Regions from separate parts of the Mus musculus genome. Here regions 1, 2, 3 and 5 are each linked to region 4. Evidence: chromatin contacts called from public HiChIP or PLAC-seq and promoter capture Hi-C data. All regions are on one chromosome and are shown on one strand. The core of a region is the stretch at or near the end of the contact, and the rest is flanking DNA. Distances in the headings are between cores, read along the strand shown.

Region 1 (3,367 bases), core at 48-2,547, 530 kb before region 4:
TTCCTGTCAGTATGCTCCCTCCCCCTGCTGTAAATGACTTTGAGTTGGAAGTGGCAGCATTGTGACCTCTCCAAGTCAGCTCCATGTCAGCTGCGGGGTAAATATGGAATTAGACTGCTGTCATTGAGAAACAGAAAAACAAACCTAACTCCTAGTTTAACAGCACAGATATTAAATATATGTTTCTAACTAGATTTGGTAATTCACACTTATAATCTCAGCACTCAGGAAGCTGAAGCAGGAGACCTGCTACAAGTATCAAAAGTTCCAGGGTGGTCTGAACTACAGGGTAAGACCCTATCCATCCCTCCCCTATCTCACCTCTAAAAAGAAAAATATATGCTTCCAATCATCTACCACAACTGTAACTAGGACTATACTATATAAATCCCTAGCTACACTGCTGTAGTTACATTTAAAAAAAAGAGGGAATTAATATTCGATACCAAAAACTAAATAATATAATCTGTTTAAAACTGACAGTTTAAATCTCTACGATGAATGCAACAAATATATCTACAAATGGTAATAAAGCATTACAAATGAATATGAAATGAACTCTACATTTATTTAGTGGTTTGTTTTGGTATGTGGCACAATGAAGACATCGAAAATGAAAACAAAGCTATGGGGTTGGGAGATGTCTCACTGGTAAGAGTATTTGCTGTACAAACACCAAAACCCCACCCTGAATCTCCAGCACCATGAACAAAGTTGAGAGTAGGTACACTTGGCTGCCAGCCCAGCCCTGGGTAGGAAGAGCGACTGAGACAAGCCCCAACTAAAAGCTTATATAGGGGTCAGGAAGAGACCAGTTCAAAGGAAAGGTGAAAAAAAAGCACAGTGTCTGCCTCCGGCCTTCACCTGAGCTTCACCTCCCCACAGCACACACACAAGGGCTAACACAATTCAAATCCTTAAGTGAACTTTACTCTATTTTATCAGAAGATTTATCTCAATTCAATTATCACATGAGCATGTGTGTGCAGGGGCACGAGCCACACACGTGGACGGTTAAGGACAACTTCAGGCAGCTGCTTCTCTTCTACCTGAGTAGGTTCCAGGAACAGAACCCGGTTATCAGCCTTGCACAGCAAGTACCTTTTTCCGCTGCAGAGTAATGAAAGCCTTAAGAGGACTCCATGCTATAAAACTGTGTAAGAATTCAACACAATCTAAAGCTTGCTGTTTTTACAAGGAGTAACCAGTGTCAATGGGGTTGACACATCCCAACCTTACCCATGGCTCACACAAAATGTTCTGGAAACTAGAAGGGGTTCGTTCCGTCGTCACGTACCTTGACATAGATCACAGGGAGTGTCTGCTTGGCTCGACTATAGTGTCTGGCGACTCTGTACACTGTCTCCGGAACATAGTCCAGCACCAGGTTAAGGTAGACCTCATCTTTCTGTAAGGTTTTTAAGAACAAAAGAACAAAAACAGATTAGAGACTGATCTTAGGTATTCAAGTGAGAGCAAATTTTCTATACACCTCTTATTCAGATGTTTAAAGAAAAGCTTCATATGGTTAATTTTAATTACACAAAATTACTTTTGAACATGAATAGAGCTGAACAAATGCACCTACCATACTTTATAATCCCAGTATAGTTAAGAGTCCCATCATGTTGCTTATACTGTGTTATGATAGCTTATCATTTATTATAATGTTTATTATTTTTTAGGTTAAAAAAACATCAATGTCTTTTCTCCTATGTGGAAAAATTGCTTGAAGATGCATTGAGTCAAAAGCCAAGAAACCAGGTTGCTAGCCCAGGCTCTGCTGCCAAGTGATGTGTATGACTGATGATATGTCCCGGCTTCAGTTTCTTCAGCTCATAAGAAAGGATGAACTAAGCATTCTTTGAAACACTATAGCCTCCATACAAATGTTTTGTTTTTCTGAAAGGCTACAGATCACTAATATAACAAACTTATGGCAATGAGGTCATACCCAAAAGCTTGTCAATTAGTCTCCAGTGTAGCATCATAAAGACAAGAGTTCAAGGTCAAGAGAAGGAAAGGAGGTACAGGAAAGAGAAGAAATCACTAGCCACACCCTGTTCTCTGAACAGCACCAGTTGGGTAAACTGAGGGAGAACAATGAGGTTAAGGATTACTATTGGTTACTGAGTGGTGAAACTGTTCACAATTCCACCTTATCAAACTGGAGTCTGAGTCAGTGTTTTGGGTGCATCTCCTATGGATCAGAGATGCTACAGGAGGGAGGGGTAGGTGAAGGTACAAAGTTACCCATGTGGAACTCTCTGCTCTACTCTCCCACTCTGTGACTAAAAACAAGTATATGTTTCTTATCTTTTAAATGAAGACTGAAACAACAGAGAGAAAACCCTATATTTAAGATATGGGTTCAGAGCATTCCACAGAGCCAAAAATATCTTTTTTGATGGTCTTTCTTCTTCCATAGTCAACTGGAATACTAAGTCTGCCACTCTCATCAGCACAGGGGAAACAAACGATGCTAATTATCTTTATAAACACAGCTATACTCCACCAAGTAAACACTGCCTATTGCTGTTTGGGGGCTAAAATGACAAGAATCAAGTAGTTGTGGCAGGGACTGGGTAGATTTCAAAATAGCTTGCAAAACTGAAAGTATCAAAGGAAAAAAAAATATGTGTGTGTTTTTTGTAACTCTGGATATATTAGCTTTCTGCACAGCCTGAACTCAAAGCAGCATGGCTACAAAATTGTGTTGACTGGTCTCATATTAAAATCATCATCAATAAATTAAGTTGGAGTTGAGAGACAGATTCTATCTTGGTTTAAATATCTGAAGTCCCTGCTAAGAATCTTGGGTTGGAGCAGTGAGGTACATGCCTCAAGCCCAGAGCTCGGGCTCATGAAGCAGAGGCAGGAGGATCTCTGTGAGTTCCAGGCCAGCCAGTCTAGTCTACAGAGTGAGTTCCAGAACAGCACAGTGTTGGGTGAGACTGGAGAGATGGCTCAGTGGTTAAAAGCACTATCTGCTCTTCTAGAGAACCCGAGTTCAATTCCAGAACTCACACAGCAGCTCACATACTCTAATACAACAGTGGACAGGCAAAGGTTAGCATCCCTTATGCAAAGGGAAAAATAGTAGAAAACGAAAATCAAACAAGATGAGATTAAATCTTAGCTCTTGGATGATCATATGCACTTCTCCCACCAAATGTTAGTTTATGACTTAACTAGATGCATTCATCAACAATTCACAGATTGTACTAACCAAATAAAAGCACCAGGAGACAGGTCTGACAGTCAAACTGCAATCTCTTGTTTTAACAAACTGTCTAAAACTGACACCACTAACAATGGCTCAAATGGAAGAGCAAGTACGGACTGTCAAGTCTAATAGGCCAGACTG
Region 2 (3,451 bases), core at 17-2,516, 640 kb before region 4:
TTCCTTTGGCTTCACCTGAACTTGCACCATTAGTGTGTCATGAATTTAGTTGGCTATCTGAGTTTTCCTTTTTCTTTTCTTTTTTTTTTTTAATTTATGGTTTTGTTTATGTTTTTATAAAATTGACCAAGGACGCTGACTGCCTAGGCTTGCCTCTGGTGGATGGTTCAGGAGCTCCTAGTGCTGGTTGCAGGGGAAGAAAGTTTGAGCAGAGGTCAGGACTCCAGTTTCTCCTCCTTTCCAGCCATGCGTGGGAGTGACTCAGGTCCTCTCTGGGCCTCCAGTCTGGGGTTCTTAGTAACTACCACAAACTGGGTGTTTAAACTGGCTTCCAAATAAAGCCCTACCCAGATAAATGTTGATGCCTGGCAGCCCTGCAGTCTTCTTATGCCACCTAGAGCTCAGGACAGCATCTGCAGAGGAAGAGAGACCAGACAATCCCTCAGGAACCGAAGAGCATTTCTCTCCTTTGGGAAGTTCCTCATTTGTCCTGGATTCCCTGTTTCTGCTGTAAATAACTTGCCATTTTTATAGGAGAGGTGAATAGAGACCTTTGTATGCCAGAAGAGCCCCGAGAGATGATAAAAGCTGTAATAATTTACCCGTGACCCCAGGACTTCTGGTGAGGTGCCCTGCCCATTCTGGAATCCTGCCCATTCATCTCAGTACAGAAAAAAAAAAGACCTGCTTCCACTCGTGGAAATAAGTGTCCCTTGTCAGGCTTCCCAGATATGCAAGCCCCCAGGGCCAAGGACACCCCGATGATGTCCTGCTACCCCAGAGCCCACTAGACAGGAAGCTTCTAGAAGGGTCCGAGAGAAGAGAAAACTCTCAGACAGTTCCTGGTAGTCCCAGCCAGCTTTCTGTCCTGTGGTTGGAACTGCAAGGTCATACCTGTCTCGAAGCTATTTCCTCCCTCTCTCTCATATCAACAAGCCAGTGTCATGTGTGTGGCCTTTTCCTTACTTTCACGTAAACTGCTTCTGTCCAGGAAATTAACTTAGGGAAAAAAAGTGTTAGGAGCTATAGATTCAAAGGCACTTTACCTCTAGAGGCAAAATCACCCTCAGAGAGGCAAACATTGGCCCAGAATTACTTAGAGCAAACACTTAAAACACACTTCCCCTCCCTTACATGTTTTACAGTGAAGACAACTATGAAAAAAATAGGAAGGGGATATAACAAGAGTAAATACGGTAATCTGGTCATTGCTAGCTCGGGTGCTGGACTTGGGACTTGGGAGTGCCAACTGGGGCCCCTTACTACATTGGACCTGGGGTGTACTGTGGGCAAGAACAAGTATGGTTCCTATGCCTGTGGACAACATAGCCTAAGGTTAGCTGAGGGTGAGAATCGGGGATAGATACTGCTCTTTTGTCTACTTGGATGGTCAGCCTCTCCCTAGGGGCCTGACCTTGGCTCATAGGAAACACTGAGGACTTAAGCTGAGATCTCCATGTGCAGCCAGGTAGCCACGGCAGGTGTGCTGAGCTCTGGGCAGAACCATCGTTCCTGATTCTTCAAGGTGGACCCCAAGGGGGAAATCCAACAAAAGCAGTGGCCCCCAGACAGGTATGATCTTTCCTTCTTTCTCTTTCTAAGAGTCAGATGCCCTCTGCCTCTGAACAGAAGGCTGAGGGGGATACAAATGAGGTCGGAGGTCAGCAATGTGAAGGAGTATGGAGGACAATGACACCTTTTTCTCTCCTCTTCTCCTTCCTGGGTCAAACAAAGCATGAAGACAGTTGTGGAGCCAAGGTGCTCTGCTACCTGGCCTACACTTGTGTTGCCAGGAAGCATCACAACAGAAGCCTTGTGTATGTGACATCGGGCATTAGATAGGCAGCCGAGCCCCTTCTGTGACAGGGTTGGAGTCCCTGACCTAGGAAACACCGCTGCTGAAGACCATGAGAATCAGGAACTATTAGCACTGGCTCCCAGAGCTTGTCAGGTTAGTGCTGGCAGCCCCCGGGGACATAGACAGCGGCAGGATGGTCACGAGGCCTCACATTCTCATTAGCGGTGTCTCAGTACACACTATATCCGTGTACAGTGGTCGGCTTTAGACTCTGTTTGTCAGAGTCATTCCCGTTATGTTCAGTACCCTAGGTCCCATCTCTGCTCCATACAACAGCCCGAGGCGCAGGCTAGAGACATGGCTTTAAGGCTCCTCCACATCCAGGAGCTACCTTAGGAGATGCCTTCAAGGCCACCAAACCTTCCCTCTGTGCTTCAGGTGTGGCATTGTCCCTTGCACGTGCATGACTGTTTTTCATTGCTGCCGGGAAGGCAAAGGACCACCACACAGATGAAAAGTGGCTGAATTATCTACACTGAGAGGAATCCTTGGTCTCTAATGACTTGGCCAGAGTCTAAAGTATTCCAAGTAAGGCCTCTGAAGCCTGGCTTACCCTGTTCATTAATAGACTTTTTTGAATACACAAAAATACTTGCTTAAAAATGCTTTATTTATATAATAAATGTAATCTAAACTGGGATCACCAAGTTATAGCTCATGGGCCAAATCTGGCCCATCAGCTATTTTTTTTTTTAATCAATAAAGTCGTACTAAAACACAAAGTCGTGAGGCTGGTTTTGCCCCATAACAGCGGAAGCAAATGGTTCTACATAGAAGATGTCGCCGACTCGTCTACAGGCAATCTGCCTGATGCTAAATGACTGGGAAATAAACACAGTCGACCACTGCAAAGCCAATTAGACTGGTTTTGTAGGTGGCCACTGTTTAAACTGTCAAGCGACTCATGACTGATTGCATGCTCAGTAAAATGCAGTGTAAATACAGCTAACTGCTTCTCCTAGTCCCTGTCTCCCACCAAAGCAACTGGCATGGTGTGTGTATACCAGACCACAGTCTTTGCATCTATGTCTGTGTTCACGTACAAACCAACCCAACTGCCATGTGATTTTTCCACCGTGCAGGACTTAGAGATCTTCCCCATCCACATAGAACCTTGCCCTGTTTAACTGCTTTAGGATTTAAGTGTTTATTTTTAAAGTTTTTGTTACAAGCATCTATTCAGTGTGTATGTATGTGCGAGCATACCTGCCATGGCATGCGTGTGGGAGGTCGGAGGATAAATGGCAGAAGTCCATCCTCTCCTTCCACCATGTGGGTTCCAGGGAAGGAGCTTAGGTCTTCACGCTTGATGACTTCCCTGTACATGTTCACTACTTCTGCTTCTTACAACCTTTGTTTCTTTCTTCTTTTTAAAATTGGATATTTTCTTTATTTACATTTCAAATATTATCCCCTTTCCCGGTTTCCCTCCCTCCTGGAAACACCCTATCCCATTCTCCCTCCCCCTGCTTCTATGAGGGTGTTCCTCCACCTCCCCACCCACCCACTCCCACCTCCCCACCCACCCACTCCCACCTCCCCACCCTCGATTCCCCTACACTAGGGCATCTATCGAGCCTTCATAGGACCAAG
Region 3 (3,403 bases), core at 13-2,512, 540 kb after region 4:
TGTAACTCTGTAATATTACTGTGTGACTTGATTTCAGTTATTTAAGTCAAGGATGTAAATTTTGACTGTCTTTTAGATAAGACACTAGAAATATCATAAAATCAGCAGTATAAAAGGCTAAATGGTAAAATTAATCTCAATATCTAGACATTGGAAATTCCCCAAAACACTCACTAAATCCTCTGAAGTTTATTAGGCACCCTTCTCCAGGAGCAGACATGTTGAGAGGCGCCTGCTCTGCTGTGGGTGTCCTGCTGGACCTGAGGTTAGCAAACAGGGAGAACAACTCTTCCTTGTTTTATTGCTATTCCTAAAGCTCCCAGGGCCACTTGAATTTGTTCTTTGACTTATGGGGTATGTGCATAAATGGAAAAATCATAATCTGAGAACAAGTGCCCTGAAAAAGTGCTCACACTCCAGCAAGAAAGAGTCCAGCCAGTGGGAGGCAATGACACAAAAACACTCCGAGTCCTCTCCCTCACGCCACTTCCCCTCTCATCTTGGCCCACTGTTCTCAACAGCAAAGCCAGAAGATGAACTAGGTGGTGGTTTTGGATAGTTGTACACAGTATCAAAAATCTCTAATAACCTATCACGTTTAGTACTGAATTATGCGATGTTTTACTCTAGGAAATAACAGACAGGTGACACCATTGATGAATCTTTCTCTCATCTTCAGAATTTTTGCATCTTTTCAGAAAAGGACAAATTACTATTTTTCTGTTGCATTCAGCAATTGTGACTATACCTAAAATTCTTGTAGTCTGTAGAGATATCAATAAAATTGTATATGTTTGTACATAGATGCTCTCTTATGTCATGATGTCATATACTAATGATTTTTGCCAAGATTAAATATATAGAGGTAAAACATTCATTTGCAAAGTGTTAACTGTAGTTTTACCAAGAATGGATGTTTTTAAAAGACATGGAGGGGATGAAGAGAACACACTGAATTGAGCAAAAAGCAGAAAACAAAATCTAAGTTCCCTAGATGTATACAGATTCTGTTTAAATTTATGGATTGACTCGGGTTAGAAATACCTATTCAGATTTTCTATCAAATTGCAGACATGTGTAAGAGTTTAGTGAAAATTTAAAGACAAACTGTAAGGCTATTGATTAACTGGGACCTGCGGTGGAATAAATATAAAGGCAAACTTGATAACAGTGCCCACAAGACACTGTGGTGGTGCAAGGACTTACACCTCAGGGTGGCCTTGACCGCCTTCCTGCTTTTACAGCTCAAGCTGGAAGAATGAGTCTGCTGTGAGTTTATGCTTCCATCTAGTGGTCATGGAATCCTCTGATTTGCTCTGCTCTCACCAGCTGGTTGATTCTCCTTCTGGTATTTTCCTATATGGTGGCCTTAGCCAACTGATCGTATTCTTCTTCCAAAGTTCTAATTATCTTAGGAAAATTCTTCCTCCACCACAAGCTTTCTTCTATAGCTGAAAGGAACGACAACTAGCCTTGGGCTAAAAAATACTTTTGAGTAAAAGAAAAAGGTATAGGGCCTTTTAAAATATAAATGCTAGTCTCTATTTCAGATCTGTCTCAGCAGAATCAGTTTGTCTTTCTGTGATGACAACATAAGTCCACAAAACTCTGTTCTCCATTTTCTTCTGCTTCCCCCCCCCCCTCGTCTCCCTTCCTCTGTCATTCCGTTCCTGCCTCCCCTGCTCCCTCACTCCCATTCAACAGGACTTCCTTCCTCAAGCCGCTCCTGCCATCTGCTCTATTTAAAGGGCAAGCCCAGCACTGGGGCAGGTTAGCAGTGGCAAGCTCACATAGAAGTGGGTACCACAGGGGTGAAGTAAGAGGTGCACCCACAGAGCTGAGCGGGGGGAGGGGCAGCTGAGACTTCCCTGGTCAGTGACCTTGGAATTTGAGGTCGTCTTTGAAGCAGGGCAGAGGCAACCCCTTTGGTTCTGGAGGGTGGCCACATTCAAGGAATTGAGCATTTAAATAAATTCATTGAGGACATGGGAGCCAAGTTTCTCACAGAGACTGCAGAAGGGTATACAATTAAAAGAAAAACCTAAAATGCTTTAAATTTTGGTGCTTCTACATATAGCACGGTAACTGGGGCTGTAACTTTTATGCTCAAAATGGATAAAGAAGAGGACTTTTAAGTGTTCCACCACAAAGAGGTGACAGTTGAGGGGGTGATTATGCTAAGGATGTACAGGACTATCAAATATTCCCTGTCAGTATAGTTATTATGTCTCAATTTAAAATAATAAAACTTCTTAAAGAAGAAAAGGTAGGAAAACTCTTGTAATGTCGAATACAATTGGTTATCAGTGTGAACATGATTGTCCATATATATATATATACATATATATATATACTATACATATTTATATAATTGTATCTATATAAATAGCTATATACATAGATACACATATAAATATATATTATATGTGTGTGTATGCATGCTGAAAAGGTGTGTATATGTTGTATATAAATATTTCCTAATTCTGAACACTGAATAGACAGAAAGATACAAAGCAATCAAGACAATTAATGCTGGATTATGATTTCCAAGTATTCTTTCCTGCTAATGGGCTAGAGCATCATGAAGAGTGACTGGTTCAATTCTGGAATATAGTCTGTATCAGAAGGTGAAGTATTCGATGAAAGATAGCTACGTTTCAGAAGCACTCAAAAACAGCTTGAAAGAGCTTACACAGGCCAAGTCAAGGATAATTTAACTATAAAACATAGTAATAGAATAAAATAGGAACCCATGAATTCACACTGATAATAAGTAAATATGGAAGAGAGAAAGTTATTCACACAATCAAATGCCAGCTAATAAGTGTAAATGGAATTTAAAAGTTGCTGTTAGATAACCATTGTTATAATATGTTGGGCGGTATATACCAGTTAGTGCTCAAGCTAATGGGGTGAAGTAGGATCTCAGTAGAGAATGATTTACATCATCTCCAAGTGTCTTCAAAACTGTTAAACATTAAAAGACATTTACACCAAAAAAACATGGAAGATACCATATTTGTTATTGAGGGACCAAAGTCCTGTCACCAGTGATGGGGCAAATCAACATCCTGTTCTGCCTTTGACAAGAACACAGCATCCCTGCCAAGATGCAAGCTAGGTCTCGTCCTGTGGAAATGTTAAATAGAACTACACTTGGCAATTTCTAAATACGGCTGCCCCCTAGGAAGTTTGGTATAACAAAAGATGAGGAAAGACAGATATTCCAGATCTAGGAAGCCAAAATCCATGACAACTGCATGTAATACATGATCATAGATTGAAACATTTTGCCATAGATGTCATGACATAAATGGAGCAATTATCAAAACTCGAGTGTGGTTTCCCACTGGATTATGATTCTTTGTACCATTCTTGAAACTTTTATTTAGATTTGAGCTGA
Region 4 (3,642 bases), core at 150-2,649:
GGCCTTGAGCTCAGAGCTCCTGCCTCAGCCTCCCAAGGGTTTGCGGGAATGCACTGTTATTCTGCTTGTTACTTTCCTATCTGAAAGGATGTCTTTTACTTTCAGCACCTGAGGAGTGCTGAGGATTTAAGAGAGGTGTTTTTGTTTTGTTTTGTTTGCATTTTCACTAAGGTATTTACTCAGGAGTTTCATTCTTTATTATTTTCTGATCTACTACAGCCAGGTAAAACTTGCTCTGTAACCCCACTCTCCTTTTAAACAGTATTTTATGTCTTCAAAAGATAAGCTTATACTTAGGTGGTGAAGAACCAGTCTGCCTCCATCTTAGGTTTAAAAGCCATCTGATAGTAAAGACAAACTAAGTTAAACAAATTAACTTGATGAATTAAAGCTGTTAATTAATCAAAGATTGGGCTATGCCCCACCTGTAACCTTAACTACAAATGGTTCTGTACTGCCTGTTCCAGGAATAGCACTCACATTTTTGTTTCAAAAAGTTAATGTTTATCTTGCAAAAGGTTTGTATGGGTACCTTGTATGACTACCTGCTGTTATGACTGCCTTTGTGTCTTTGTTTCAGGAGACTAACTTATTATGCCTATATTCTGCTCCTGTAACTCCTATTTTGCCACAAATCCCCCATTTAGAACTCCTCTACCTCTGAGCTATAAAAGCCTTCCTCACATCCAATGAACCTTGCCTTAGGAGGAGGCAGGGGGAGGCAGCTCGTGTACAGGAATAAAAACCTGACTTTAATTAATCTGGACGAGATGATCTGAGTCGGTGGTCTTTCTCCTCCCATCTTTGGGGTTAACAGTGGATTGGTCCTAAAGTGGTAACCTTTAGAAAGCTTATTCTCTTTTTTGTTTGGGGTGGGGCGTAGCTAGGGAAATGTTTGAAAAGCAATTTCATTGTTTTCAATGTCTCATTTAATTCCAACAACCTTGCTAGGAGTGCAGAGTCAAGGTCATTTCTCCAGGGTAAGAAAAAGGAAATTTGGGAGACACTAATGACCTTGACTAATGACAAGGTCACCCAGGTTGGAAGAACCCACCCTGGACTGTAGGACTTCAGGAGTCACAGACAACCCAGTTTCCCAGTCTCCTCTAGTCTACTCAACTTCAGGAAATCAGTTCTGCAAACAAGTAGTAGCACAGAGAGAAAAGGAGTTTACCACCAGACAAGAGGAGGCAAAACGAGAAGCAGTGCGCACGCGCAGAATACGCGGGACGAGGGCGTGAAGGAGGATTGGCAAAGGCTCCACCCAGCCTCGAACCCCACCCCTCTCCCGCCCCTTCCTGCCAGAGCGCCTTGTGCGCGCGCAGGCGCACTTCCTGAGCCTGAAGGTCAGACTCGAGAGGGCAGCCCTCATATCCGCGCAGGCGCAGATGTGCGCCGGGAGTCAAGATGTCGGGTTCCAAGTATAAGCCTGCGCCCCTGGCCACTCTCCCCAGTACCCTCGACCCTGCCGAGTATGACGTGTCTCCGGAGACCAGAAGGGCGCAGGTCGAGCGCTTGAGCATAAGGGCCCGGCTTAAACGGGAGTATCTGCTTCAGTACAACGACCCCAAACGCGTGTCGCACATCGTGAGTGGGGCCGGGCGGGACTGTGGGCCGGGGCAGCCGCATCTCGCGTGGGCACACGCGGGGCCGCCCAGCTCCCTCCGTGTGCTGGACACCGGCCCCGAGCCGCACAGCCCTTGGCCCTTCAACTTCGGCCTTCGGCTCAGTGGTCAAAGGGATCGGACGGCTTCCCCCTTGGTTTAGAGAAACTTGTTCCACTCTGCATAGTCTCGGCTTTCTTGTCTGAAACATGGCCATAATATGGTCCTTCATATCTTTTGAGGCAGATTAACACATGACTGACTAATCTAGCACAGTATCTTCCTCGAAAAGGGCGTGCTCAAGCCCGGTTCTCCCAAGTGTACTGCATAAAAAGCTGTTTTGTGCCATTCAGCTCCTAACTCTCAAGGACACTTCTTTCTTTCTCTTGAGAATAGGGGTTGTTCAAATGAAGTGTGTTATAGAAGCTGAGGCTTTGATGCATTCGGCTTTGGAAGCAGACCTCATGGCCCCATATAATAACCAACTATGATCCCTGGGCAATTTACGTAATCCCTCTCAAACCATAGCTTTTTTGTGTTCTCGTGGAAAATGGTGTGCATCCGTCAGATTTGTGAAATCAAACAAGAAAGTACGTAGCATTACTATGTATGTAACATACATCACTAAAAAAATATTTTGGCAAGTGTGCTTTTAGACAGTTTCTTCTGTAAAAGCTGTCTAAATATCTCAAATGGGATTTTTTTTTAAATAAAGATTTTCCAACAATTGCATACATATTCTCTATCATTTTTGAAAGTTAGAACAACCAAGGGAAAGTTACACAAAGTGGTCAGGTTCAATGCTAGTCTCCAGGTGGCTCAGAATGCCAGGTCCTCCAGCCACAGCCTCACATACTGGGGTTACTGCCACTTGAAACCCATGCCTGGTCTGAAAGACATTTAAAAAAATTAAATGTCGCAGTCATTCACAGAGGTTACTGTGTTAGTCTCTTGGCTTTCTAGATGAGACTGTATGGACAGTGACACCCAGAAACAGGTCACACACCCTAGTCTGTGTGACTTATATTACCTTCTGCACAGATAGAGTATCCTCAAGCAGACCTTTGTTTACATGGTGAAAGAGATACACCTGTTCTATACTATAAGCTAGATAGCATGGGATTGTTACTATTTTTTTTTTTTTTTCAGACAGGGTCTGAATATACAGCAGCCCTGGCTGTCCTGGAAATCAGTATGTAGAACAGGCTGGCCTTGAACTCACAGAGATCAACCTGCCTCCGCTTTGTGAGTGCTCACATTAAAGGCATGAACCACAACACGGGGCCTGTTTGTTTGTTTAACTTTTTAAAAGTAACTAGAGTAAGGCCTCAGTCAGATGTGAAGTTTGAACCCCCAGTCGTCTGTTTTTTGATCTCTGTAACCCAGGGAAGTTTCCATTTCGCATCTCTAATAGAAATAGAGACACCTGCCTCCTTAGCTGCCCCATTAATCGTTTACCAGCCAAAACTTGTGCACCCTTTGTCTAGTCTTTAGGGGTAACTAATTAGGTCAAAAATAACTGCTCAGGACCTATTATGAGACGAAGATGCTGAGTTGAGAGTACAAAGCCAGCTGGAAGTCCCTGGCCTTGTAGAGCTACCTGTGTTTGGAATGGGGATGACAAATACTAAGTGCGTTAGAAATCTGAATCATTTGGTGTTTGAGCCGGTGGTGAGTGGTACAGAAAATAAGGGTGGGGTCAACCCTGCGTGCACCAGGGAAGGAAGCACCTGTTTGGAACAGGGCTTTGGGCATCTTGTTTTTGTTTGTTTGTTTTGTAGTGTTTGGGATCAAATCCATGGTCTCACATGGGAGGGAAGCGCTCACCACTGAGCCACAATCCCATTCTTGGAGCATGACATTTAAGTAAGGATCTGAAAGAAGTGAACCAAAGGAGTTAGCTTGAGGGAAAGGGAAAGAGTGTGCCAATTAGAAGACACTGTAGGTACAAGACCAGCTCTAGCATTTAATATATCTCAAACTATACCAGAGAGCTATTTCAAAATATGTTAGCAGACCTAGTACTCAGGAGGTGGAG
Region 5 (3,291 bases), core at 348-2,847, 690 kb before region 4:
TTATACAAGTTTCCAGAATCTCATTTCCCATGGGCAATGTGAAAAAGACCAAATAGTACAAAATTCTTAAGGACAAGAACTAAGAATGTCTCACTCCCTTTGGCTTAAAGGGCAACACTGTCTCTATCACTGTCTCTATCACCCATCACTCTTTCCTACTCAGAGTCAAGGACAGACAGTGGCCCCTCCCTTATAAGACAAAGGGAATCAGCCCCTGTGTAGAGTTCTCTCAACATGATTAGAATTGGGCTGGAGAGATGGCTCAGCGGTTAAGAGCACTGATTGCTCTTCCGAAGGTCCTGAGTACAAATCCCAGCAACCACATGGTGTCTCACAACCATCCCTAATGAGATCTGATGCCTTCTTCTGGGGTGTCTGAAGACAGCTACAGTGTACTTACATATAATAATAAATAAATCTTAAAAAAAAAGATTAGAATTAACTTTGTTAGTGATAATAGCGAGATTATTTTGGACTAGTGTGTATCTCAGTAGTAGAGTGCTTATAGCATATGTGAGACCCTAAATTCAATTCCCAATGCCACAAAAATAATGAATGAATAAATAAATGAACAATATTAGTTCGAGGCGTTGGCTAATTTTAAGGTAAAATGATACTATGAAATTTCTTTTTAAAAGAAGAATGGATCATGGGCAAAAGCTGACCCATTTCTGCCTCTCTAGTTTTCATTGCAGGATTTATTTATTTATTTATCTATTTAAAGCAGAGACTACGCATGCACCATAATACCAAGAGCAGCAGCCTGGAGATAGAGTTCCTATTACAGAAGCCAATGTCCGCTTTTATACTGCTCCAAGGCCCAACACACAGGAACTTGGATTTCTCCACCTTGTGGAAAGAGGCTTTCAGAAATGAAAGTACCGCCAGGCTTGGTGGTGCACGCCTTTAATCCCAGCATTTGGGAGGCAGAGGCAGGCGGGATTTCTGAGTTCGAGGACAGCCTGGTCTACAAAGTGAGTTCCAGGATAGCCAGAGCTACACAGAGAAACCCTGTCTCGAAAAACCAAAAAGAAAGAAGGAAAGAAAGAAAGAAAGGAAGAAAGGAAGGAAGGAGAAAGAAAGAAAGAAAGAAAGAAAGAAAGAAAGAAAGAAAGAAAGAAAGAAAGAAAGAAAGAAAAGAAGGAAAAGGAAAGGGAAAGGAAAAGAAGAAATGAAAGTACCCAATTCTAGCAGGTGAAGAGATTTCCCATGGATTTCTAGAAGATACTGGCGGCAAGGGCGGTCACTAGCAAATAGCTCTTGGTTTTCTCAAGTAGCCCTTTCCCCAGCATCTGACGTCAGCTCTATTGGGCAGAATCCCTATCCCTTAGCCTCTTCTTCCTGGCCCTGCTTCTTTCCATGCTAGATTTTCCCTTTCTCTTGACTATTCCCTTCCAGTACCCAGCTCCTCAGGTCGCCCCACGTCTTGCCTCTTCATTCTGCCAGGTTTGTTCACCCTGTATCCCAAAATCTACTCTGTCGCTCCTTTCTGCCTCTTCAAACTGCCCCCAGAGCCTTTCCCCCTGCCCTTTCACTTCTCCGCCCCGCCTCCCCGCCTCCTGAAACTCGCCCCGCCCCTTATCCCTGCGTGCTTCTGCGGTTGCCATAGCTACGGTGTACACAGCTACCAAGCCTCCCATAGCTGTTTTTCTGCTGGCGGGAGGGAAAAAGGCAGCACCATGAGCCAGACAGTGACCATCCAGGAACCCAGGCCCAATGATCAGAGGATTCCGTATCAATGCAGAGAGGTGCGGAGGGCCAAGGGCGGATTCGCCAATCGAACGTACGATTACCTGTACGGTAAGGACTGCCCACTCCTCCTGGGAGCTAATGTAACCTGGTAGGGTGTGCTAAAAAACAAGCTCCAGGACAAACCCTCTGGCTCTGGACCGCACAGGTGGGAGCCCTAAGTCCCAAGTACGCTGTGGGCCACGCGCTCTGCAGCACTTCGGAAGCCACAGGTGTGCGCAGCTTCTCCAAGTGCCAGACGGGGGTCACCCCTTTTCCCTCTGATAATTTAATCTTCCTGAAACCTAGTCTGGTTTCAATCATTCAGGTGCACATTCATAAAAGTGTGAAGTGAGCCGGGTGGTGCATGCCTTTAATCCCAGCACTTGGGAGGCAGAGGCAGGTGAATTTCTGAGTGCGAGGCCAGCCTGGTCTACAAAGTGAGTTCCAGGACAACCAGGGCTACACAGAGAAACCCTGTCTTGAAAAAAACCAAAAAAAAAAAAAAAAAAAAAAAAAAAGAAAGAAAGAAAGAAAGAAAGTGTGAAGTGATTTGCAGAGCTGGAGAGGCACGCAATGCATTCAAACACACATGTCCAGTGAAAGTGATAGTGATTTTCCTGCCCCAGGTTCTGACAAATCCAAATTTGGGGTTCTGGGTAAAGAGGTTCCAGTTGGCTTCATGTTTGTTTTCAGTGGTTTCCTCCTCTTCCTCCTCCCCTCTTTCTCCAACCTTCTGTTAATCAAAACATTGTTGATAAACTCAGTGCACCCATTCCCCTAGGACCAATTAAATTCCGGTTTATGTTATGCCCTGATTTTCCATTTGTGGTCTTCCTCTCCAGACCTTAAGTTCTGGTTCACACATGTCTGTCATCCTCTTGAGCCTATTACAATACTGTACACAGTATTATGTATAAAAGTGTTAACTAGACTACTGGATTTATACCACAACAAGTGCAACCATTTAAGCACGATGCTTTCTTTTTCTGATTTTTTCCCTCTGTAGAAACAGGCTGTCACCTGAGCCCTGCATAATTTTCAGCCTTATGGTATTTCCTTTGGATCTCCAGAATCTCTTCTGAAAACCTGTTTTCTTGGATTGGGCTGTGTAATTACCGACTGCATGCTCTCTTAGTTAGCTTTTCTATTGCTGGGACAAAACATCATGATCAAAAAGCAAGTTGGGAGGGAAAGGGTTTATTTAGCTTACACTTCTACATTGCTGTTCATCACCAAAGGAAGCCAGGACAGGAACTCAAGCAGAGCAGGAAACTGGAGGCAGGAGCTGATGCAGAGGCCTTGGATATTGTTGCTTGCTCTCTGTGGCTTGCTCTTCATGGCTTGCCCTCCATGGCTTGCTCAGCCTCCTTTCTTATAGAACACAGGACCACCAGCCCAGAAATGGCACCACCTACCATGGGATGGGCCCTCCCCTACTGATCACTAATTGAGAAAAGGCCTTACGTCTGGATCTCATGGAGGCATTTTCTGAACTGACGCCCTTTCCTCTCTGATGACTCTAAACTCAAATTGACACACAAAACTAGCCAGTACAACACT

What was found. Promoter capture Hi-C pulls out the DNA fragments that hold promoters and counts their contacts. HiChIP or PLAC-seq counts read pairs in DNA pulled down with a chosen protein or histone mark.
Region 1: a promoter capture Hi-C map of liver shows a contact between it and region 4, with 2.2 times the contacts expected there. The contact joins the enhancer-like site here to the promoter of Ndufb4 in region 4. A contact is called at or near these places in 5 of 39 promoter capture datasets (3T3-L1-derived adipocytes, the SN4741 cell line, liver and 1 more), 3 of 115 datasets of contacts at active chromatin or transcription factors (embryonic stem cells, large pre-B cells and pro-B cells) and 2 of 9 other capture datasets (adipose tissue and liver).
Region 2: a contact with region 4 is called in a promoter capture Hi-C map of the 3T3-L1 cell line, with 2.4 times the contacts expected there. The contact joins the promoter of Nr1i2 here to the promoter of Ndufb4 in region 4. A contact is called at or near these places in 5 of 39 promoter capture datasets (the 3T3-L1 cell line, liver and pre-B cells).
Region 3: a contact with region 4 is called in an H3K27ac HiChIP or PLAC-seq map of neural progenitor cells, with 7 times the contacts expected there. The contact joins the enhancer-like site here to the promoter of Ndufb4 in region 4. A contact is called at or near these places in 15 of 39 promoter capture datasets (the 3T3-L1 cell line, 3T3-L1-derived adipocytes, the HPC-7 cell line and 9 more), 4 of 484 Hi-C or Micro-C datasets (CD4 T cells, CD8 T cells, embryonic fibroblasts and 1 more) and 15 of 115 datasets of contacts at active chromatin or transcription factors (acute myeloid leukemia, double positive thymocytes, embryonic forebrain and 8 more).
Region 5: a promoter capture Hi-C map of pre-B cells shows a contact between it and region 4, with 4 times the contacts expected there. The contact joins the promoter of Maats1 here to the promoter of Ndufb4 in region 4. A contact is called at or near these places in 9 of 39 promoter capture datasets (the 3T3-L1 cell line, 3T3-L1-derived adipocytes, the C10 cell line and 5 more), 2 of 484 Hi-C or Micro-C datasets (CD4 T cells and CD8 T cells) and 1 of 9 other capture datasets (liver).

What each region holds. Positions count from the first base shown.
Region 1 is chr16:38,182,476-38,185,842 of GRCm38.p6, reverse strand. It overlaps Gsk3b (glycogen synthase kinase 3 beta), which reads right to left. Exons shown (of 11, transcript NM_019827.7): 4 at 1,298-1,408. Among named protein-coding and RNA genes, the nearest start is that of Gm25617, 26 kb to the right of the region's middle. Within about 2 kb of position 1,297, at least 27 of the 459 cell types and tissues checked have an H3K27ac peak or open chromatin away from gene starts, as enhancers often do. A contact at or near this core is called in liver, where this site is marked.
Region 2 is chr16:38,292,639-38,296,089 of GRCm38.p6, reverse strand. It overlaps Nr1i2 (nuclear receptor subfamily 1, group I, member 2), which reads left to right and starts at 1,266. Exons shown (of 9, transcript NM_010936.3): 1 at 1,266-1,572.
Region 3 is chr16:37,107,335-37,110,737 of GRCm38.p6, reverse strand. Stxbp5l (syntaxin binding protein 5-like) reads left to right here. Exons shown (of 28, transcript NM_172440.3): 28 at 1-3,403. Among named protein-coding and RNA genes, the nearest start is that of Polq, 97 kb to the right of the region's middle. Within about 2 kb of position 1,262, at least 10 of the 459 cell types and tissues checked have an H3K27ac peak or open chromatin away from gene starts, as enhancers often do. A contact at or near this core is called in neural progenitor cells, where this site is marked.
Region 4 is chr16:37,652,125-37,655,766 of GRCm38.p6, reverse strand. Ndufb4 (NADH:ubiquinone oxidoreductase subunit B4) reads left to right here and starts at 1,399. Exons shown (of 3, transcript NM_026610.1): 1 at 1,399-1,587. The coding sequence starts at 1,408.
Region 5 is chr16:38,340,166-38,343,456 of GRCm38.p6, reverse strand. Maats1 (MYCBP-associated, testis expressed 1) reads left to right here and starts at 1,597. Exons shown (of 17, transcript NM_001081025.1): 1 at 1,597-1,800. The coding sequence starts at 1,680.